Linked DNA regions of Triticum aestivum: region 1 is linked to region 2. The links are chromatin contacts, called in public Hi-C maps. All regions are on one chromosome and are shown on one strand. The core of a region is the stretch at or near the end of the contact, and the rest is flanking DNA. Distances in the headings are between cores, read along the strand shown.

Region 1 (3,602 bases), core at 670-3,169, 34 kb before region 2:
GTTGCGCTAACTTCTAGCCAAAAGAATCTATGTCGTTCCTGCCTAATTTTCCCACCCACCGTTTCCGCTATTTTTTTTCCACCATCGCACCGATAATCCGAGGCTATAACCCCCTCCGAACCCCTCTTCATCCTGCATCCGAGCAACCTTCTCCACGGCTCACTTTGTACCCTCGGTCTTCTCGATGAGTTTGCTTTGCTTGGGCCATGATATTAGATTGAGGAAGATGAAGGATGCGCGGGGCTACCCCCCCCCCCCCCCTGAGGTGGAAGTCTTGTGGTGTTGGTGTGGCGATCCACTCAGGGTGAAGGAGGAGACTGACTTTTCTGATTGGCGTGAAGTTTTTCATGTGTGCCAATGGAATCAATAACAACATTGTTCATATGAAGAAGAAAAACACGACATGGCAGAGCTAATATTGATCTACAACTTCTTAAACTACATCATATCTTAATTTTTAACTACAAATGCTACATATCTTGTTGGGTAACAATTCTAAAACGAAGTAATATGACATCGCATAGCTAATTACGAGCTCAATAACCAAACTATGTTACAACATGCATGTAAAATGTTGCATGTGTTACATAGCTCGCACTATGATCTTCAACTTCTTATAGTTTACTTATCGTGAGAAATCATACTCGAAAAGCTCCAAATGAGTCTCCAAAACAACCCACCAATGCCCAAAACATCATAAGAAGCATACTTGAGGGCTAATAATCAAAGCATGTCGAATGAAAAACACAAAAATGGCTTTGCTTTAAAGGAATCAGTTGTCGTCAGCACAAAACGACAGAAAAACACTATGCCACCCACCATCCGACAAAAAGCTATCGTGTCGCACACAGAAGTGACACATGCCGCCACAACCCGTGGCGGCAAGTGTCGTGTATACCATGTTCTTGTTTCCCGCGTGCGGATTCCTGTTGTCCACGACTTGTCGCCACATGCTACGGTGACACTTGTGTGGCTTGCCCGGCTTAGCGCCATGATAGATTTGGCAATAGTTTTTGCAGCCGATTCTTTCTAGTATTTCATTGGTGCAGGTGGTCTAATAGAAAAAAAGTCCAACACCACAAAATTAGTGTCAGCGGCTTCATCTCTCTCATGTCTATTACATTGCCCTGTTGTTGCCTCTACAGCTATACACCCTATCAGACTCTACTGACTTTGTGGTTAATAGCTAGACATGTGCACCGTTTAGGTTTTCTAGTCACGGGAGTAAGATAATATTTGTGTCAAATCCCAAAGGAGATTTATTTATGTAACGACCCCGCAAAGAAGAAAAAGAAGACGAAGAAGATCAAGCGCTCGACTAGGAGAAGGTGCGAGTTTTTCTTTCCGCTCTCGCAAAGCGGCTAGGGAAAGCCTTCCTCCGCTCGGTCTTCACCGGCGAGCCCGTGAATTCGCCTCCCCTTCGCCTGCTGCTCCGGCGACTGGTGGCGGGGAGGGGATTTCTGGTGTCTCAGATCCGGCTAGTAGATAGGTAGGATTTTAGTCCTCGCAGAGACGGCGTTTGGACGGATAGCGGCGCTTCTTCTTCGAGTCAGTCTGTCGGGCTTCGATTCTCCTTAAGTTCATCCGTTGGGAAGGATTAGATGGAGCTCCGGTGTAGATTCCTGCCACCTCCTCGGGGCGGCGAGGTTAGCGTTTTTCGTCGTGCGTACGTAATGGAGATATGGGAGCGGCGACAGCGGCGCGTTGGCGGTGGCAATGGTCGTTCGGTGGTCCATGGACCTCGATGTATTTTTTTATTATGTTTGACGTGTTTTATACTTCCTGTGAATTTTTATAATAGATCTGATCTTTTCAAAAAAAAAAAGATTGACTCGACACATGAGGGTGGTTTGGTGGGTTTGAGTGAGTTGGAAACCCAGATCCAAACCGGCAGGCAGAGAGAGAGAGAGCGACTGCAGTGTGCGGCCGCTCTCCCGCGGACTAGCCGGGCCCGGCCGCACCCTCCCTCCCTCCCCTATATCTACGCGACGCGACCCGACCCGACCGGACCCCCTCAGTCTTGCTCGCAGCGCCTCCCAAACCTTCGCCCACCCACGCGCCGCGCCGGATCGGGATCAAGTCACGCTTAGCGCCACGCCCGCTGCTCCTCCGCGGCCGCTCTCGCCCTCGCTCCCGCCGGGAATGGGGAGCACGGCGGGCGAGGTCACCCGCGCCGACTTCCCCGAGGGCTTCGTCTTCGGCGTCGCCACCTCCGCCTACCAGGTCCGTTCAGACTGCCACTTCGTACTACCAGTGCTAGCAGTTACTACGGTACTACTCTTAGTTTGGTGAGTGGTGGCGGTGGCCGGTGGGTCACCGGCCGCATCTTGGCTGCCGATTGCTGATCCCTGCTCCGCCCCCACGCCGCCGTGTGGTGTGACAGCGCGTCGCGCTCGCCCGGTAGCCCACGCGAACGACGCCTGTGTACTTTCGCTTGGTTGCGCTGCCTTCATGCTGTTGCCGACTTATCTTTGAAAAAGTGAAGTAGGACAGTGACCGAGCAACGACCCCTCTGCTTTCACCAAGAATAGAAGAAGCAAATTCATGCGGTTCCTATATCTGATTTTTATGCGGTTGAACCAAGCGCCCTCTCCTCCAGTAAATTTATCTCGACCAAAAAAAAGGGAAGCGGCAAAGTGGAAACTAATCAACAAATTGTAATTCTTTGACTACAAACATATGTATATGGACAGACTTAATATCTATCAGGGAAATTTATCTTAGGAATGGAGAATCGGCAAGTTGTTGTGAATAATGGACATGGAAGTCAGAAGTAGAGCACTATTTGCGAACGGAGGCGGTATTTGTTTAATGGGAGATGGAGAGGAAGAAATATACACGGGAAGGGAAGGTTGACAGGAAATGATCTTTTCCTCTACTGGCAGAGAAGCCGTAGTTGAACCGACAAAGTAGAGAAGTGAATAGGGGATTTTCCATCCGTATGTTGTCGTAAACGTTCTCCGCTTTTGTTTTCTCTCGGACACGTGTCGAAACACACATTGTTTCGTATTAGAAGAAATGACAAAAAATGTGTTAAGAGTAGAGCCAGCCAAAAGACGAAGCAAAATATAACTAAACCGAGCAAATTTTGAGAAACACACACACACACACACACACAAAAAGAGAGCAAATCAAAAGCATAAACGAGAACAGAGAAGAACTATACAGGAAAGCTGGGAAACGAGTGTCCCCCACCTTGAGGAGGAAAGAGAGAACCATCATACTGTTAGAATTTTGTGTGGGTCCTTGGGTGACAAATTGTAGGTTTCACCAGTTTTATCTCCTTGATTCCAAGTAATAAAAGAAACAAAAATGAGGTTTTTTGTAATCTATGAATCTATCCTCCTTCCTTTTGTCTAAAACTAGATGCATCTAGCCGTGAAGTAATGTCCTTGGCTTTTCCCTTCTATCCAGATTGAGGGGGCAAGAAATGAAGGTGGCAAAGGTGATAGCATATGGGATGTATTTACAGATAACAAAGGTTTGTCTCATCTGGATCCTATTTTAATTTGTTGAAATATATCAATTTAACTGATAGTTGACATTGAAATGCTTTTTTCAGAACGTGTCCTAGACGGATCCTCTGGAGAAGTTGCAGTTGA
Region 2 (3,164 bases), core at 320-2,819:
ACACATACCGCTCAGATTCCAGAAGCATCTGGGCTCGGGAGCCATTTAGCTGCTCTCCTTCATATGGACCAAACTCCTCACATGGATCAAATTCCTCAAAAGGATCAAAGTCCTCATATAAACATCATCGTGCTAACCGTCTGTTTCACAGGGAAGATCTAAGGATTATGGATATGTGCATTATTCTTCAAATCATTATGTTCATAAGTCCTCGAAGAATTTCTCTGCTTACTCTTAAGCTTACCCTAACCCCTCTTATGTGAAACGAAGTGGATTGGCATCTATGTCACCTTTCTCTTACGGAGCCCGCAGAATGATGAACTCTTTGCCACCCCTTCAGATGTGGGTGGTGAAGAAAAAGAACTAATCTCTTATGCAGGATCTGGTCTCCAAACAAACTTAATCGTCTGAAGAATTTGCTGGAGACCTGAATGTGCTGGAAAGGACCCAAGCTAATCATGAAGAAATGAATTTTCATTTCTCACGTCCTCATACTGCTTTATCTGTTCTATTGCTTGATGAAATTGATCTGATGAAATTGATACCATATTCTTCACTGCTGAAGTATATGAGTTCGTAAATTGCATTGCTACCGTAATTTTGAGGAACTCCAGCTTCTGATTTTTGCGAAGCTGGGCCAGCGCTGCTCCTTATCTCCACGATATTTGCACTGCCTAGAACTCGTTTCCGCGGAGCCAGCCTCTCGGAGCGGAGCAGTTCAGCCGGCTTCTCAGAGCGATTTTTGGAAGCCAGCTCCTGGAGAGCTTCCGAACGGAGCCTAAATCACATATTCCTCCATCTCATAGTATAAAGCGGATTTTGAAAAGAAAAGAAATAAGTCAAACTTTGCAAGCATTGATAAAATTTATAGAAACATATATCAACATCTAGAATAACAAATCAATGACATAGTAAGATTAATCATGAAATACACCTTCATGTGATATGTGTTTCGTATCATTGATATATATATGTGATTTTCTCAATTAATTTTTTTAAATAAATGAAAACTTGACTTTTTGTGAAACCAATGTGTGCATTGTATTAGAGTAGGGAGTGAGGCGTTTTGGAGGCTGAGGTCCATGCAGCACTTTATTTTTTGAAAATTTTAAAATTCAAACTTTTCGGTTTCAAAAAAATCTGAAAAATATATGCAAGTAGAGAGAGATGAAATGTATATGTGTGTAAAAAAATCAGGATGAAATACCTTGGAATGCGATTTGTGCAAAAAAAAGACAAATTCATGGACTTTGAGGATGAATAGTATCATGTGTCGAAAAGCCTCACATTTGTTTTTCTTTTTCTTTGCAAGCCCTCATTTTAAGGTGGATGAACTAATAAAACCGAAGAATACAATAAAACCGTGGGCTTGCCTTTTCGTCCACAACCCTTGTTTCAATGCCATGGAGCTCAGCCTCCAAAAGGCATTTTCGGAGAATGCAGGTGAACCAATAAAACCGTGAGTTGGCCTTGCTTTCGTTCCTCCCCTCGGCGGACCGCACAGCTCACCGGTACTTGTCACGTCCAAACCGAAGAGGACAGCTCACCGGCTTCGCGCCAAATAAGCACGCCCGCGCGGCCGAGAGAATTGACCGCCCTCCGCTCCACCCATGTCCATGCAAGAATAAACAAGCAAGCAAACCAACAAACTTGAGGGCGAAATACATATTCCCACGAGAACAACGTGCAAATATGTACGGCGCTTTGATCGGCTCACGTGCCCGACGTGATGCTGCACAGTGTAGCTAGCAGCTGGCAGTTACCGTTGGTCATCGAGCTATGGTGAACGGCGGATGATTGATTACGGCGGCGGGTTAAAAGCTTTGGTGAGCCGGTCGCGAATGATCGATAACTGCGGCGGAGACGGGTGGCGGTAGTAGTAGTAAGTATCTCAATATCTCATCTCTGGTGGGAGACTGACCGGCCGGACGAAGGCAGCCTGCAGTGTGCCCCCCGATCGCCGTGCGATACGCTCAACGTCAGAACGTGGGCCGCGTGAGAAAGGTCAGGTCGAGGTACAGTTCGGGGACGTGGTAGATGCCTGGACGGACGGGATCCTCTGCGGCACCCGGTGGCGGAAGGAGTAGAGAGTGTGGTGCGGTGTGGTGGTGGCGCGCGGAGGCAACGCTTTCCTCCCCACCTCCGTCAACAGTTGCTGAGCCTGGGTTGGAAATCTCGGCCGTCGGCTTCTCTTTGGCCCTTGCTACGTGCTCTTCCACACGCGCCAAAACGACTCGGCCACAGTCGCAGTCGCACATATACGTACAACAACTGTGCTGCTCGACTCCCTTGAAGAAAAGAAAAAAGTTGCCCGTGCGGTGCGCGGCAACCACAGTGCGACCATGCATCCAGGGGCTGCCCTCGGAGCCAGGCGTAGCCACATGCATCCAGGGGCTGCATCCCCTGATATTGGTAACTCATGTACATGTACGCATGTACGCGCGTGCGGGTCCGACGCTTCCTCCTCCGTATCTAGTACTAAATGTGAAATGGGAAGTACTAAATGGGAAGTACCTACGTACGTGCATCCAGCATTATTACCGGAGGACATGCATCTTTAAGCTCGGCAAGGTAGGTATAGTGCGTGTTGCCGTTCGGAGCGAGAGTGATCACCCCTCCATCCGCTGTCCTTTTCTTAGGCATGCTAGCTATCAAGACGTCCAATGATCACACACACACACACACACAGACCCATGGGATTCACGGCCTGTACCGTTCGTGGTCCATGCCGCAACAATAATGCATGCACGACGCCACAGGTATCGCAGAGTTGCACACACACACACACCGGGCGATCGGCGACCGTACACCTAACCCGGATCCTTCAGCTGGCATACCACCGGGGGAATAATCGAGTGTGGTGGTGATGACATTGACACGGTACATGTACACACACATGTAGTGATACCGCCGGCCAGTACTGCTCCCTTCTTCTGCTTTTGGGGTTAATTGAGCGCATACTGTACAAGCACGAAGCTTTCGGTACGTACTTTGTACTACTAGTTGTACAGGCATGCATCCATTGGTCGATCCAAGGACCGGGTGTACTTATGATTACTCGCTTTCTCGCTCTGAGTTTACGACCGTTGCTGACAGCAGGAAGAGGAATCCCCCCGTTATTTTTGGCCGGTGACATGTGGGTACTTTGAACAGTTTTTCCTGGA

The links. A called contact is a pair of places that touch in the nucleus more often than the background predicts.
Region 1: a contact with region 2 is called in a Hi-C map of leaf, with 2.6 times the contacts expected there. The contact joins the promoter of LOC123062864 here to the enhancer-like site in region 2. A contact is called at or near these places in 3 of 5 Hi-C or Micro-C datasets (leaf and root).

What each region holds. Positions count from the first base shown.
Region 1 is chr3A:645,378,655-645,382,256 of IWGSC CS RefSeq v2.1, reverse strand. It overlaps LOC123062864 (beta-glucosidase 4), which reads left to right and starts at 1,919. Exons shown (of 14, transcript XM_044486548.1): 1 at 1,919-2,223; 2 at 3,415-3,481; 3 at 3,563-3,602. The coding sequence starts at 2,143.
Region 2 is chr3A:645,345,121-645,348,284 of IWGSC CS RefSeq v2.1, reverse strand. No RefSeq gene overlaps it. Among protein-coding and RNA genes, the nearest start is that of LOC123062862, 21 kb to the right of the region's middle. Within about 2 kb of position 1,569, at least 7 of the 8 cell types and tissues checked have an H3K27ac peak or open chromatin away from gene starts, as enhancers often do. A contact at or near this core is called in leaf, where this site is marked.